2 separate regions of the Mus musculus genome follow, and region 1 is linked to region 2. A link is a contact called in public Hi-C data. All regions are on one chromosome and are shown on one strand. The core of a region is the stretch at or near the end of the contact, and the rest is flanking DNA. Distances in the headings are between cores, read along the strand shown.

Evidence for each region. Hi-C and Micro-C count contacts between places; a contact is called where the count stands out from the background.
Region 1: a Hi-C map of uterus shows a contact between it and region 2, with 2.3 times the contacts expected there. The contact joins the promoter of Htra3 here to the enhancer-like site in region 2. A contact is called at or near these places in 5 of 39 promoter capture datasets (the C10 cell line, embryonic stem cells, liver and 1 more), 22 of 484 Hi-C or Micro-C datasets (B cells, the HL-1 cell line, bone marrow-derived macrophages and 10 more), 8 of 115 datasets of contacts at active chromatin or transcription factors (the HPC-7 cell line, T-cell acute lymphoblastic leukemia, embryonic basal ganglia and 5 more) and 4 of 9 other capture datasets (adipose tissue, liver, macrophages and 1 more).

The regions. Positions count from the first base shown.
Region 1 is chr5:35,678,251-35,681,088 of GRCm38.p6, reverse strand. Htra3 (HtrA serine peptidase 3) reads left to right here and starts at 1,309. Exons shown (of 9, transcript NM_030127.3): 1 at 1,309-2,145. The coding sequence starts at 1,743.
Region 2 is chr5:35,640,682-35,643,595 of GRCm38.p6, reverse strand. No RefSeq gene overlaps it. Among named protein-coding and RNA genes, the nearest start is that of Htra3, 38 kb to the left of the region's middle. Within about 2 kb of position 1,490, at least 6 of the 459 cell types and tissues checked have an H3K27ac peak or open chromatin away from gene starts, as enhancers often do. A contact at or near this core is called in muscle stem cells and uterus, where this site is marked.

The sequences.
Region 1 (2,838 bases), core at 60-2,559, 38 kb before region 2:
GACTCCCTCTTAGAAGCGAGGCTACAGCTGTGTCTATCCTTTAATTCCAAGCCTCGGCTTCCCTTCTGTACAGGTGACTGAAAGCATTTATGCAGCCATAGTAAGGGTCAGGTCAGGTGACCAGGGAGGATGATGTGACCCAGAGGGAAAAAGTTGGACTCGAGACCTCGGACAAAGCGAATGTGAGTGAAACCTGTAACTCACTGTCATTTTCCAGCCTCACTCTGAGGCCCCCACACTCACCCCAGGGGTAGGAGGGCACAGGGAACCTACTCAAACATGTGGAACAGCTTGCCATGACATACACGGTAGAGCAAAACCTTGTTTGCATCATTTCCCCATCTGCATTGGAGAAGTCCGGAGGGAGACCTGGCCTGCACTTCTGTTAAGAGAAAGTAATGCTTTCCCCCTCCTCACACACAACACCACAACATCACTACCCCCCCCCCAATACACCACACACACATACACTACCACCTCTACTAGGTGAGTGCTCACACCTGGAACCCCACTTCCTTTTTTCCCAAACAACTCAGTCTGATGAGGCCACTCTGCTTCCTGGCTACTGGGCTTTTCCCAGACCTGGAACCAGACTGCTCCCCAGGCCTTCCTCCTCTGCCCTCCACCAACATCCATCCAAGGTATGTGTGGCTTTATCAACTCATGGAAGCAGAGGTGTCACCATACCACACCACACCACACACCCTCCAGTGTGCTACCTGTTTCCAGTGCTGTTGAGAAACTGCAGAAGGTAACAGCTTCCTGCCAAGCTACTCTACTATGCTTTCTTTCCCTCCAGAGTTGCACACCAGGTTCTCCAGCCCCTGGAACAACGGATTCATTCAGTCTAGGGCCACCTCCCAGGGAGGCTCTGTTGGGTCCTCTGACTCCTGAAGCTCCAGCCACTAGCAACTTGACCTCCTGTACCCTGCTACCTGTCCTGGGTCTGAAGTAGCTTGGTGATTGCATGAGGAGGCACCAAAGTGTTGGGGAAAGTTGAGCAGGTGCTTTCTGTTCCTGCACTGCCTGGTGTCCTGGTACTGCCTGGTGTCCTGGCACTTCCAACGACTCTGAGGTAGGAGGTGCTCAGTAATCCTTGTAGAAGAAACAGAAGGACAACAGGCAGCAACCAGAGTTCTAGATCTGAGAGAGCCCAGAATAGATCCAAGGCAGATGGCCCCCCTCCAGCTGAAGATGGGAGGAAGGGAGCACCTGGCTGCTTTCTAAGTATCCGCTCCAATGTTGCCCGGTGGAGTGATGCAGAGCAGGAGGGGTCTAGGTTTGGGGCCTTGCTGAGCTTGGCTGCTCAAGTAGAGTAGGGGTTCCTCTGTGAAGGAGAGCTAGGGACAGAATTTGGACTTGTTCATGTCTCTGGGGTTGCGGTCAGGTCCCTGGCTAGGACTGGAGTATTCCGAAGCAGCTCCCCTTTCCCAGACCCTCATTCTGGGCCGGCAGACCTGTCACCCAAAGTGCACACCAGGCAAGCGGGGAGCAGGAGGCTCCGGGTGGGTCCCCACCAGCCGGGGCGGGGTCCCGTGGGGCAGGGGCGGGGCTGGCGGCGGGCAGGGCCGCCCCTTCCAGCGAGGGCAGACTGTCTTGGCCTTTAAGCGCCTGCTGAAGCTCGGCTGAGAGAGGCCCGGGTCAGTCCCCACACCATGCCCTGTTTGCGCTCCGGGCCAGAGTGCGCCTGAGCGGTTCGGGCCTCGGTATCCCCGCGGGTCTTGCGCCGCCGCCTCTCCGCGATGCAGGCGCGCGCGCTGCTCCCCGCCACGCTGGCCATTCTGGCCACGCTGGCTGTGTTGGCTCTGGCCCGGGAGCCCCCAGCGGCTCCGTGTCCTGCGCGCTGCGACGTGTCGCGCTGTCCGAGCCCTCGCTGCCCTGGGGGCTATGTGCCTGACCTCTGCAACTGCTGCCTGGTGTGCGCTGCCAGCGAGGGCGAGCCCTGCGGCCGCCCCCTGGACTCTCCGTGCGGGGACAGTCTGGAGTGCGTGCGCGGCGTGTGCCGCTGCCGTTGGACCCACACTGTGTGTGGCACAGACGGGCATACTTATGCCGACGTGTGCGCGCTGCAGGCCGCCAGCCGTCGTGCGTTGCAGGTCTCCGGGACTCCAGTGCGCCAGCTGCAGAAGGGTGCCTGTCCCTCTGGTAAGCTCCACCAGGAATCAAAAAAGCCTTACTCTGAGGAAACTGAGGTCCAGGGGAATCTGTCCACTTCCACTAGGCAGCCTTTTAAGAATAGTTCACACAACCCTCTGGCTTTCTAGATGGGGAAACTGAGGTCCCCAAGAGATAAATGCTGTCCCCAAAGTCACAAAAAGTTAGACTTAAACTCTAGTGTGGCAGCCTGGTAGCGTCTGGTGGGCTGTGAGGCTCTGACCCAGCCACACTCCTGTTTCTTAGAGTCCTCCAGTGACTTACAAGGGAACGAGCGTCAAGCAATCTTTTCCTGGTCTCTGTCTTCAATTCCTGCTCTGTTTTCTTCTGTCAGGCTGTGCTGGGTGCTGGTTCTGTGTGCCTGTCTTGGGCCTGGCTGTCTGAGAGGCAGAGGGTTTTCAGGGTGGCCAGGCACCTGCATTACTCTGCTCCCTTCATGGTTGTGTTTGGTGTACTCTTCTCTGCTCTCCCATGTGACAGATACTATTAACATCAGGTTCTGGGCAGAAACCAGTAAGAATGGAATTGTTCTTTACAGATTGAGCCATTTGTAAGAAAAAAATCTTTTCTGGCCTGACTGTCCCTAACTGGAAACAGTGTATCAGTGCATGGCATAAAGCAGACCTTCTGGTACCCTCGAGACTTCTAGACTGTGGAGGGCACAGAGCTATGGAGAGAGAGGAG
Region 2 (2,914 bases), core at 241-2,740:
TTACTGTGGCAACCCCTGTGTTGACCACTTACATGTGGAAGGCATTGTACTGAACACTGATGTCCGTGATGTCATCAAATCCTCAAGTGACCCTGGAACCATATTTGTCTCTTATTCTTACAAAAGAGGAGACACATCCAGGCAAAGGGACTATCCCAAGGGTACGGCACGAAGATAGCAGAGCTGAAACGTGAGCCTCAGTCTATAGCATTCCAACCCTGGAGTCGTAGTGGCCCCACCTGTCCTCTGCTCTGACCTTCCAGGGAGGCGTCTCTCTACAGTTGGATCTTCGGGGCCTTTGCCAGCTTTGGGCTGGCTTTACTTTGAGGATGGCCAGATGAAGAAGACAATAAATCCATGCTGAATAAATGAATGGATGCCTTTGCTGTTTCCAGGACTGGGAGGAGCTGGCGCAGATCTCCCCAACTCTACACTCTTCTTCAAACTCCCCCACCCCTGCTCTGGGCTTAAAGAGAAAAGTAGGATGGCCTCACTCACCAACCCATTCCTGGGCTCCTCAGCACATGGCATTCATCAAAGGCTGCTTTTCTACAGGATGTTGGGTACAGCTCAGTGTTCCTGAGGGGCCAGAGGACACAGGTGCAAGACTTAGGTTGCTGTGCCCCCCTGCAGTGCAAGCTCACCTGTATACACTTCTTCCCATCCAGCTATGGATACAGGACCAGCCTGGGCTATGTCCTGTGATCTGGAGGCTGTGCCCATGATAGCTCTCTGTTACAGGTGAACAACTACAGAGGCAGCTTCCTTGTGTCTCCTGTGGCCACTACAGGCATGTCCCACACAGTGTCCAGAGAGACCCTGCTACAGTGTTTGTGCCTGGACCTTTCTACCCCTTGTCACTTCTCTCCCCAACCAGGGCTTCCTGAGATCATCTTGTCCCTGGTCAGCTTTTGGGGAGTCTACTCTAAGCCTGTCCCAGTACCAGAAAGTGACAGAAAAGCCACTTGACCTCATGTCCAGCCCACTTCCCTTCCATCACAGGCTTCCCTTCCAGGGAAGAGGAGCCCAGGAACTCAGGTCGGGGCAGGTGGAGGTGTGCGAGGGAGCGTGTAAGCCTTCTGGGCTCAGTCAATCAGAAGTGTTTCCTGGGGGTGGGGGGGGGGTGGGGGGGGTGGCACTGGAGATCCAGGCTTGGATGGCTGAGCAGTGTGGGAGGAGCTCCTACACACCCCGGGCCTCCCTGCTGACGGCCTTGCAGACAGGGGCCTGACTCTGAGACGCTGCAGTAGAATTTCTTAACAATCCCTGTTCCATCGTTTATCTTATAAGCATTTTAAAATAAAGGACCCCAGCTGGATAAATAATCCCCCCAACCCATCTAAGCCATGGAAAATGGGAAGCTGCCCAGGCCTTCCATCTCCACAGATGAGAATCACAGAGGGGCCCGGACCCCAGGCCACCTCCCTGTCAGAACTCTGGACAGGAGGGGCTGCCAGACTCCAGGAAGGAGACGTGTGGCAGCCGCCTCAGTGACACTCCTGGGCCCCATCCAGGCCACTCTGAAAAGACTCAGCTGCTAAAATCATCTGCCTGGACCCTCTTGGGCCTGCTTTCTGTTCTTTCTGCATTTTTTCCCCCTTCAAAAACATTTACTGCTCCTCTCAAATGTTAAAAGTAACACATGTTCACAGCACAAAAGTCATATAAGCAGCAAGGAAAAAAGTAGGATTGCTCATAATGGCACAAGTGACAGCATGTGCTGCACACAATGGGTCTGCCACCTGAGAGCAGGCCTACCTTGACTGTTGTTTTGAGACAGCCACGTGGGGCCTGGGCTGGGTTGACCTTGAGCCTATAGGTAAAGATGAGCAAGCTGATGTTCTGATGACGCTGTCTTTCTGTCCATAGACATGGGATACTTCTGCCTTTATCAGCATCTTGATTTCTCAGTGTTTTGTCTACATCTGCATCATGTTGCACTGAGAAAATCATCCAAACGGACTGCACCTGCTTTCTGCCCTTACCTTATGCGACATTCCATCTTTCGCTAAACGTTATCAGCTATGCCCAAATCCCCATCACATGCAGACATTACAGCAACACAGATAACTGTTCCCCAGCACTGCGTCCTCCAGGCTTCCTGTGAACAATGGGAACAGAGAAAGCATACCCATCTGGTTCCCTGAAAGTTCAAAACTGTGCAGTAAACACGGGGCCAGTAAGATGGCTCAAGGGTTAAAGGGGCTTGCTGTCAAGCCTGAGCACCTGAGTTTCATTCCTCAGGTCCACGTTGTGGAAGGGGAGAACTGACTCTTGCAAGCTGTCATGTGACCTCCATACATGTGTTGTGGGCTCCATGCATGTACACGTGTGGAAACACACACACACACACATAAAATACAGTTTTTTTTTAAAACCTCAGAAAATGGCTGGTGAATGCTCAGCCAGCCTCCATGTCACATGCATGTGGCACTAACTCAGTGTCATGGCCTAGACCATATGGGTGCCAGGGACTAAGGGACTTGAGTCCCAGGAGTCAACAAAATGCATGAGATTGTGGCAGTATCCCCTGGTACCTATGCAATACCAGCCTGAGAGCACAGAGCCTCCTCCTGGGGCAGGTCTGTTTTGTCACGGTGATTCACAGTGGGGCTTCCCCCCCCCCCCATTCCAGTTGTCACCCTCAGAGCTCTGTTGGTAGATGCCCTGAGACCTTACTGACAGCTCCTTCATCCTTGTTGCTCTTGTGATGGCTGTTCTTGGTTGTCAACCTGACTACATCTGGAATTAACTAAAACCCATGCCTGCGAGGGATTTTTTTTCCTTCTTCATTTCGAAATGGGAAGACCCATTTTTCAATCTGGACCGTTTGTGATGGAAAGATCTGCTGTTAGTCTGGGCCATACCTTCTGCTGGCAGCCTCTATAAAGGGCACAGAAGAGGGACACTCCAT